Linked DNA regions of Sus scrofa: region 2 is linked to region 1. A link is a contact called in public HiChIP or PLAC-seq data. All regions are on one chromosome and are shown on one strand. The core of a region is the stretch at or near the end of the contact, and the rest is flanking DNA. Distances in the headings are between cores, read along the strand shown. Region 1 has its middle 70 kb from the start of TNFRSF11A. Region 2 overlaps KIAA1468 (lisH domain and HEAT repeat-containing protein KIAA1468 homolog).

What was found. HiChIP or PLAC-seq counts read pairs in DNA pulled down with a chosen protein or histone mark.
Region 2: a contact with region 1 is called in an H3K27ac HiChIP or PLAC-seq map of alveolar macrophages. The contact joins two enhancer-like sites. A contact is called at or near these places in 6 of 47 Hi-C or Micro-C datasets (alveolar macrophages, blood, fetal heart ventricle and 3 more) and 2 of 2 datasets of contacts at active chromatin or transcription factors (alveolar macrophages and skeletal muscle).

The regions. Positions count from the first base shown.
Region 1 is chr1:159,114,612-159,119,852 of Sscrofa11.1, reverse strand. No RefSeq gene overlaps it. Among named protein-coding and RNA genes, the nearest start is that of TNFRSF11A, 70 kb to the left of the region's middle. Within about 2 kb of position 2,897, at least 5 of the 83 cell types and tissues checked have an H3K27ac peak or open chromatin away from gene starts, as enhancers often do. A contact at or near this core is called in alveolar macrophages, where this site is marked.
Region 2 is chr1:159,302,149-159,307,389 of Sscrofa11.1, reverse strand. All of the region lies in intron 1 of KIAA1468 (lisH domain and HEAT repeat-containing protein KIAA1468 homolog), which reads left to right. Among named protein-coding and RNA genes, the nearest start is that of KIAA1468, 13 kb to the left of the region's middle. Within about 2 kb of position 2,884, at least 7 of the 83 cell types and tissues checked have an H3K27ac peak or open chromatin away from gene starts, as enhancers often do. A contact at or near this core is called in alveolar macrophages, where this site is marked.

The DNA of each region.
Region 1 (5,241 bases), core at 1,648-4,147:
TAGTGGTGTGAAGAAGAAGGGCTCTAAAGGAGAGGTCCATCTGAGCACAGTCATTTGTGAATTCACCTCTACCGCAAAGGCTTATCACTAGCTACAGACTGCCCTCTTCCCCTCCTCCCATGCCTCCCAAATAAATCACTTCCCAGACAGAGCCTCAGAGGTCCAGAAGTCTCAGGATTTGAAACAGTTTACCCTGGAAATTTTTTAACTCTGTTGATTTTTGTCTCACAGCCGATGTTATATAAATATTTGATTATTGAAGATATTCTCAATTTGCATAAATGTTTATACCATGTTAAAGGAAATGAGAAGAGAAATGACATAATTGCTGCAGACTAATTTTACTAATTACTCAGAGTGTGGAATAACCAGTGGTTTCAAAAGAGTGGAGAGAGGCCCTGAGCACTGAACGTGAAGGATCCAGGGTGCATAGGGGACCAAGCATGGGGTGCATGATGTGGGGGACCAGCCAGGATTCTTCAATGACAAATTCAGAAGCAGTGGCATGGCTGAGACCTTCCTGGCCCTAGCTCCCAGGCCCGTCCCTGCATCTCTGCTTCTGATCCCTTCATCCTCAGCTTCCTTGTTTACACAGTCGCCCCCCTACCCCCAAGCCAGGTGGCCAAGCCCACTACCCTAGAATTCTAGGAGAAGATGGGACTCCTAAGCTGACCTAAGCTCAGAGGAGATAGTTGCCAGAAGCCACGTGACAATTCCCACCCTTGGCCACCCGTACCTGTCACAGTGTGGATGGTGGCCCAGGTGTTTGCCACACTCAGCTCCTTTGTAGGGATTTGCCTGGCCAGTTCTTTTTTACTGCCTCCCAAATTCCTAAACCCAAGCTCTAGTTACCTAGAAACCACTAATAGAAGAATTCTTCCAGAATTCTGGTCCTAAGTGGCTAAATCTGGGTCATTGTGCCCGTAGTAGGTGGTTACATGATACACGGCCTCTAATGAACCCTCCGCATAGCATGTAGGGCTGGACCACTGATGCTGGGCTGGACTACGTGACTTGTCTTGGCCAATGTGCACCAACTCATGTGACCCAACCAGAGGTTTGACAACATAGTTATATGGGGGCCTGCCCTAGGGGAAGCTGCCATCACCAAGGGAAAACTAGGACTCTCCTGCTGGAGAGCTCACGTGGAAAAGACCTGAGACTCTCTGGCTGGTAGCCTGGATGTGCAAGTGAGGCCTCCTTCGACCTATGAGTGACCCCACAGGACACTGACCAGCTGAGCCCAGAGTGGTAGGCAGATCATGGTGGCCATTTTATTTTTTTATTTTTTTAAAATTTTAGGACCACACCCATGACACATGGAGGTTCCCAGGCTAGGGGTCCAATCGGAGCTGTAGCTGCTGGCCTGTGCCCTAGCCACAGGAATGCCAGATCTAAGATTCGTCTGGAGCCTACACCACAGCTCAGGGCAATGCCAGATCCTCAACCCACTGAGCAAGGCCAGGGATCAAACCTTTGTCCTCATGGATACTAGTCAGATTCATTTCTGCTGAGCCATGACGGGAACTCCCATGGTGGTCATTTTAAACTGGTAAGATTTCAGATGTTTTGTTGATCTTTTTTTTTTTTTTAATTTCCCAATACATTATTTTTTTTCCTACTGTAAAGCATGGTGACCCAGTTACACATACATGTATACCTTCTTTTTTCTCACATTATCATGCTCCATCATAAGTGACTAGATATAGTTCCCAGTGGATTTTTTTTATCTTTTAAAATTTTTTTTAATTTTTAATTTTTTAATTTTTTTTAAGATTTCCTATGTTTTGTTACTCAGCAAGAGATGATTAAACACTGCCCTTTATTTATAGAGCCTCTTTCCTTTCTTTCATTCAAGACCTAGCTTCCTGAGCACCTACTGTGTGCCACAATCAGCAACAGACACTAGGGATAAACAGATGAACATAGATGGACCCATCCCTCAAGTAGCTCAAGGTTCCGGGACAGAATATATGTTATCCTGGTTGGGACACCAACAAGAGGTTCATGATGAAGGTGGAATTTCCTTTCTTTCTCCTCCCTCCCTCTCTTCTCTCTTTCTTACGTTAAGCGAATACTTAGCATGCTTCTCCCGAAAGCTAGGTTCTGTGTCAGGCACAGCAGTCAACTCCACAGACAGATTCATGGAACTACTGGCATTCAGAGTAGACACATCTGTTCCTACGCTTGTCTTAGTCCCTGCCTGAATTGCCCCAACACGTGATAATGATATAATATTATAATAACATTAATAACTCAACAAGAATTGCTTTTAAGCAAGGCAATTTTTAGTATTCTTTGTATCCAAGTAGTTTAAGCAGAGAAGTTGGAAGTGGAGGTATTGGCAACAGTGGCACCTGTGGACCTTTCTGTGGGATGGGTGGGTTGTCTGTGGGCACCTGACATGCACCTTCATCCTCTCAATCCCCTGAGGAGGCAGGTTGATGCGGGAGTTAGGCTCGGCTCTACCCGTCATCTCTTTCAGCTGCAGACGGCAGGACAGCTCATTTGAGGGCATCTAGCTTACTCTCTGGGGAGGAATCCAGGCTGGGCTCTGTGGGAAGCACACACTAAGATGGAGATGAGCTGTAGGAAGGCTGTTGGGGAGTGTCCACAGGATCAACATGTGTAGAAGAGAAAGGAAAGAAGCAGGACTAGGCAGAGGGAGAAGTTGGGCTATGATGCAGCCTCGCCAAAGGCTTCAACTAATCCTGCAGGGAGCTCAGGAGCCAGCGTGGACCTTCAGAGCCGTCTCAAGTCTCACTGATAGGAGAGCCTCTGTACCCCCGGGGTCAACCATGCATCAGCTGCCCATGAAGTGGGGTGACCTGGGGCACAGTGGCTGCCTCCAGCCAAAGTGATTCCTGAAGAGAGATGACAGTTGAGAGCCACCTGCTGGCAACACTGCCTGCAGCTGAATAACTAGATCTTTTATTCCCAGAGGGGAGCTGGGTGGTGCCTCCCAACATCCGCCACCAAGAATGAACAGGATGTGACCTCAAGAAAACAGGAACATCATGTGTTGTTGCTAAACTGCCTACCATTCCTTTTGGGGAGGGGTGGGTGTCCAATTCGCCCAAGTATAATTAGTCACTGGCTTTATGTCTTGGAGCACTCTTCCATTTGACCCTCTCAGGTTAGACATGGTGGTGACAGTGATGGTGGAGGTGATGATGAAGGTAGAGGAGATCTGACTTAAGAGATAAAGTTCAGCCATACATTTCAAAAGACCTACCTTTTTTATTTTTTGCTTTTTTTTTTATTTGTCTGTTTTCATTTTGTTTTTTTTCAGGCCATATCTGTAGCATATGGAGGTTTCCAGGCTGGGGGTCAAATCAGAGCTGCAGCTGCCAGCTGCAGCCACAGCCACACAGATCTGATGCGACCTACACCACAGCTTGCAGCAATGCCGGATCCTTAACCCACGAGGCCAGGGATACAACCCAAATCCTCATGGATGCTAGCTGGGTTCTTAACTTGCTGAGGCACAGCAAGAACACCAAGACCTACATTCTTAATCTGCACATGATCAATGCTCAAGTATACTTGCTGGCCAAGCATCAGAACAGGTGAACACAGTTTTTTTCAATATGATCAGTACATAAGCAGGTGTACTGTAGCAGACCCAATTTCAGCTCAGGGTACCCACACTGGCAACCTGAGGCTGGTTACCATGCCAGGTCCTGGCCTTGTGGCTTAGCTGTGGCCTGGATAACCCGGGAATAAGAAGCCAGTCTCTGGTGGCCCATGGAAGGGACTGTTACTTCCAGGGATCTATGCAAGAAAAGCCAGAATATGATTTAGTGCAAGGAAATTTTCTTTGTGAGAGTCAGGAAAGATTTTTCCTATCTCTGGTCTCCATAAACCACAACTACAGAGCAGTGTCATTTCAAACTTGGTAAAATAACACATTTAGTTTCTCAAGAATCTACTGGGCCTAGTCTATGTCAAATTCACACACTGTGCACTAAACAACCCCTTTATCTCATCAAATACAAAAACAAATAGAAACTTTTCAAACTAGTCATGGTAAAGAATCCATTAAAATAAATATCTCAGAGTTCCAGTCGTGACTCAGTGTTTAACAAACCAGACTAGTATCTATGACGATCCTGTCCTTGCTCAGTGGGTTAAGAATCCAGTGTTGCCGTGAGCAATGGTATAGATTGCAGATGCATGCTTAGATCTGGCATTGCTATGGCTGTGGTATAGGCTGGCAGCTGCACCTCCAACTAGACCCTAGCCTGGGAATCTCCATATGCTGTGGGTGCAGCCCTAAAAAGACAAAAGACAAAATAATAAATAAATACATAAATATCTCTTTATGACAAATTTTCAAACATGTGCAAAATCAGAAGAAATAATACAGTGAAACCCAGCTTGTACCCATCATCTATCTATCTTCAGTAGTTATAATTATTTTGCAAGTCTTCACCTATTCCCTTAATTTTTTTTCTGGAGGTTTTTTAAAGCAAATTCTCAACACCATGTTATTTCTCTAGTAAAAATTTCAGTATGCCTCTCTACCTGATGAGGACACTTTTTTTTTTTACATAACCAACATGACATTATCCTATTTGAACAATTGCAGTGATTCCTTGATATCTGCTAGTAACCAGCCCATATTCAAATTTCTTTGTCTTTAAAATGTCTTTTTTGGAGTTCCCATCATGGCTCAGCAGGTTAAGAATCTGACTAGCATCCTTGAGGATGTGGGTTTGATCCCTGGCCTCACTCAGTGGGTTAGGGATCCGGCGTTGCTGTGAGCTTCAGCAAAGATTGCAGATGTGGATTGGATCTGGCATGGCTGTTGCTGTGGCTGTGGCGTAGGCCACAGCTGCAGCTCTTTTTTTTTTTTTTTTTTTTTGATTACTCAAATGAATTTATCACATCTGTAGTTGTATAATGATCATAACAATCTGATTTCACAGGATTTCCATCCCACAGCCCAGGCACATCTCCCCACCCCCCAAAGTGTCTCCTCTGGAGACCATAAGTTTTTCAATGTCTGTGAGTCAGCATCTGTTCTGCAAAGAAGTTCAGTCTGTCCTTTTTTCAGATTCCACATGTCAGTGAAAGCATTTGATGTTGGTGTCTCATTGTATGGCTGACTTCACTTAGCATGATCATTTCTAGGTCCATCCATGTTGCAAAAAATGCTGGTATTTCTTTCTTTTTAATGGCTGAGTAATATTCCATTGTGTATACGTACCACATCTTCTGGATTCACTCCTCTGTCGA
Region 2 (5,241 bases), core at 1,635-4,134, 190 kb before region 1:
ACATAAAACAATACTGCATATTATTTGTGGATACTTAAACATAGGTATTATAGATATAAAAACAACTAGAATCTCACTAAATCTGTTATTGTGATTGCCCTTGAGGAGGGAAGCATTAGGACATGAACTTTGTCTCTAAGGTATTATTTCTTTTTCAGTTTTGAAAAATGTTAACAGTTGTTTATATCAGGTGGTGGCTATATAGTGTTGTATTTTGCACTTTTCTTTTTAAAAACAATTTAAAGTATGTTCCATATTTTGTCAAAATTTACATGTGATAAATTCTGGCAAAACAAGGAAAATTTGTAGTGGGAATTACAACTGCTCTCTTAATCCTATAACTGTGCAGTGTGAACTGTTTGGTATTTTTAGTGACCTGAAATACCATCTTCTCTCTGATATATGAACACAAAAAATATATTTCACATGGTAAGTTATTTCTGCATATGTGTTTGGTGTGTGTCTGCCTTTTTTGTTACCTTATAGTGAATATTAGTGTCATATAATTTATTAATTAAATTTGCATGAAATAATAGCAAAATATTTCATCTTTGCTCATAAACTGTTGGTACATATGTACTAGTTTCTCTATTCTCAGTCTCCTATTGCCATTTGTAACCTTGAGGATCTATTTTATTTGGAAAGGAAATCTTAAGAATCAGTTAATGATTTTTGGTTTAATGTTGACACAGATCTCTTTTAGTATACATTTAGAATGTTTCAAATGGACAAAAACTATACCAATATCTTTTTATTGCGTTGTATGGGGAGTCTTGTAAATATTCTATATATCTGTATGAAAGTAGAATTACCATTAGAAAAGTACCTACCAACAGCCTTATCTTTCTAGTTTTTCTAGTCAGGGTGATAGGCATTCTTTACAATCATGGTAAAGACTGAAGCTTTTTTTTTTTTTTTTTCCAAGAATGGAAGTAAGAATAGTTGACCAAAGAATGTGGAGTGGAATGATGAGACTTATGAAAGTATCACCAAAATCTCTAGTCACATTGTAGTATTGTTCTTAATGTTTAAGATTTGTATTTTGTATGCCACAGGAGCGGCCCTAGAAAAGGCAGAAAGACAAAAAAAAAAAAAGATTTGCCTTTTGTACCCTCTAATAAGTTACAGTAGTAAGAATACTGATTTTTTGTCACGTGAACCTCCTAATAAGATGTCCATATCAAAAAGGTAACCTGTATTAATAGGTGATTTTTGAATCTGCAGCCTCACTGCACTCTTCCCAATGGATTTTTTAAATAACCAATATTATCTTCTGGGAGGACACTCTTTTTGAAAGTGATTTGGTGGTATCTATTACATTTTAAAATATTCCTGGAGTTCCCGTCGTGGCTCAGTGGTTAACGAATCCGACTAGGAACCATGACGTTGCGGGTTCGGTCCCTGCCCTTGCTCAGTGGGTTAAGGATCTGGTGTTGCCATGAGCTGTGGTGTAGTTCGCAGACGAGGCTCGGATCTTGCACTTTCTGTGGTTCTGGCGTAGGCCAGTAGTTACAGCTCCGATTCGACCCCTAGCCTGGGAACCTTCATATGCCGCGGGATCGGCCCAAGAAATGGCAAAAAAAAAAAAAATTCCTTAATATTCAATTCCATTTCTATAGTTTAGTCTAAGCAAGCTTGTTTGCATTAAAACTGTTGAATCTAGATTTTTTAAAATATCTTCTACAAATAAAGGTATCAAAGATCAAAGATCAAAAACAACCTGAATGTTCAACAGTAGAGGGTTGGCTAATTAAAACAGAATGATCTATATGTGCTGATGTGGAATGATCACCAAGATATATTATAAATTGAGTAAATTAGGATCCAGGAAGTGTGTGTAAATTGTTTCCATTTACATACAGAAAGGGAGAAATTGGCATATGCCTCCCATGTTTCTAAAAAGATACGTACAAGGAGTTCCCGTGTGGCTTAGCACTTAGTGAACCCGACTACCATCCATGAGGACATGGGTTCGATCCCTGGCCTTGCTCAGTGGGTTAAGGATCTGGCATTGCTGTAAGCTGTGGTGTAAGCCACAGATGCTTCAGATCCCGCGTTGCTGTGGCTCTGGCACAGGCTGGTGGCTATAGCTCCGATTGGACCCCTATCCTGGGAACCTCCATATGCCGTGGGTACGGCCCTAAAAAGACAAAAAGACCAAAAAAAAAAAAAAAAAAGAAAAATGAAAAGATACATACAGAAGAATCTAAACTATGATTGTTGTCACAGGGGTTGATACCTGGTTGGCAGATGGGCTTGCCTCTTCTTTCATGCCCTTTTATATTTTACCACACATTGTGCCTTAAGTGGCAAGACTGGGATTCCAAACTAGATCAGTAATTTCCAAGTCATTCTTTCCTTTACAATCCCGACTACTGTTTTATGTCAGTTTTAAAGCACAGTTAAGCAAATGTTCTCAAATCAGTTTAGTATATGATCAGGCAAAGTATCTTAATAACTAACTTAGAGTATCTAATTAACTTGGAGTAGTCCAGTTGTACAATATTGATCATTTGGAAAATAAAGTGACAAACTATAGCACCACACCAAGGCAGAGGTGAATAATCTGCTGAATGAAATGCAACTAAGGAAATCCACCAACGTTGAATTAGCAAGTACTCTCTTTTTCAATCTTGAAGCTTTGCTGCTTGGTTCCATCTGAGTTTCTGGTCTAGTCATAGAATATGACTAAGCCTCAAGGTGGACACCACAGTTGCAATCATGGGTGTAACCTTCCAAAATTCCCCACCTATTATTTCAGAATTCCCCAGCAGTCAGAAACTATGTTCATTTGTTTTTGAAACCAGCTGATCCTGATTAGTTAGCTAATAAGATTGCTCAATGTGGTGTCATCAGGTTTTCTACTCGTCTACCAGTTCTGTGCTTGTAGATTGCAGCTGGACCCTCAGTTTTAGCCTTGTAACTGATTTCTGTGCCTTTAAGCTTTTCCTCCATCCTTATTTTTAATTCCTGTTTCTTTTTCTTTCTTTCTTTCTTTTTAGAGCTGCACCCACAGCATACGGAGGTTCCCAGGCTAGCGATCGAATCGGAGCTACAGCTGCCAGCCTACGCCACAGCCACAGCAACAGCCACAGCAACATGGGATCTGAAATGTGTCTGCAAACTATACCACAGCTCACAGTAACACCAAACCCTTGACCCACTGAGCGAGGCCAAGGATGGAATCCCCATCCTCATGGATACTAGTCAGATTTGTTTCCACTGCACCACAAAAGGAACTCCCCCTTAATTCTTTTTTTTTTTTTTGTCTTTTTGCTATTTCTTGGGCTGCTCCTGTGGCATATGAGGTTCCTAGGCTAGGGGTCTAATCGGAGCTGTAGCTGCCAGCCTACGCCAGAGCCACAGCAACTCGGGATCTGAGCCGCGTCTGCAACCTACACCACAGCTCATGGCAACGCCGGATGGTTAACCCACTGAGCAAGGGGTTAACTTCATGGTTCCTAGTCGGATTCTTTAACCACTGTGCCACAACGGGAACTCCTCCCCCTTAATTCTTAATCAAAGCTATCGTATCAGAGTTCCAGTCATGGCTTAGCAGAAACGAATCTGACTAGCATCTGTGAGGATGCAGGTTCGATCCCTGGCCCTGCTCAGTGGGTTAAGGATCTGAAGTTGCCATGAGCTATGGTGTAGGTTGCAGACATGGCTCAAAGCCCAAGTTGCTGTGGCTGTGGTGTAGGCCAGTGGCTACAGCTCCAATTTGCTCCCCAGCCTGGGACTCTCCATATGCCATGGGTTCAGCCGTAAAAAAGAAAAAAAAAAAAAAAAAAAAAAGAGTGCATTCTGTCATCATTATTAAAAGATTAAATGTATATAGAAATAAGACGGCTTTCATAGTGCTTTATAAAATCAGTCTGCATGCCTGTAGTCACTATGTATAGTGGATTCAGTTTTCAGACTTAATAAAACTTATATGCAGGTTTTACTGGTTTGCCAACTATGGTGAAAGTCCCTGATCATTCCATTTCTGAGTTATGACGTGAATTACTAAGAAGTTGCACAATCCTGAAATTTGAAGAAATGCTTTGTGGTTTATTAGAAAGTGGTAGTTTCTTTCTTAAAAATCATGCTAATTTTTCCAAACTCTTTCCTCTTTATATTTAAGTATTTGGAAAGACATTCGCTTGGCCTGAAAAAGGATTCTGGGTAAACCTAAAGAAGCATATTTATCTAGGAGCTATAATATTACCTATTACTCTTAAATTTCAAAGTACATTTTATTTACAAAATCTATTATCAGTTACCCCAACACTAGAATATTGATTTATAAAAATTCGTCCTGTTGGGTATACGTATTTTGATATGCAGGTTAGAGACATCAGAATAGCTAAGAAGATCGAAGATGTGCATGTGACCAAGAGCAGTTATAGTATCAAGAGGAATTTCTGGTTAGGGCTAGTAATGTCCAGATTAATTAGTATCACCCTAAAAAGCTGAGTTTTTTTGTTTTTTTGTGGGTTTTTTTTTTTTTGTCTTTTTGTCCTTTTTTTTTAGGGCCGCACCTGCTGCATATGGAGGTTCCCAGGTTAGGGGTCTAATCAGAGCTATAGCCAGCCGCCAGCCTACACCTGAGCCACAGCAACACCAGACCCAAGCCATGTCTGCGACCTACACCAAAGCTCACGGCAATGCTGGATCTGTAACCCACTGAGCAAGGGCAGGGATCTAACCCAAAACCTCATGGTTCCTAGTCGGATTCATTTCCTCTGCACCACGACAGGACCTCCAAAGCTGAGTGTTCAACAGTAAGCAGTTCTGCATGTTTAACATTTAATATAGAAGCAGATTCCTTTGTAAAAATGATTTTTTTTGAGAGCCTGTTTCACTCCTGTAAAGTATTATACTATGTACTTCCAGATCCTTTCTATCCTAGCCTGCCTTACCCCTTGGAGCATCTGTACATTGTAACCTTACTATTTACACTAAACTTGTCCTGCACTTTGAAAACTCCATAGGCTTATTTGTTCTTTCTCTCATGTGTTGATTTGGTAGAAATTTACTCTTTTTTTTTGGCCATAAATTCCCAGGCCGGGGACTGAACCCATGCCACAGCCATGATAACACCAGATCCTTAACTTGCTAGGACACCAGGGAACTCCAGTGGACATTTATTCTTTAGGCTCAGTTTTAAATGTTTTCTGATTAAAGTCTTCCAGGGCCCCAGACAGTGAAATGGAATGTAAAAGACAAGAAATTCCTGATCTGGTTAAAAAGTGAATA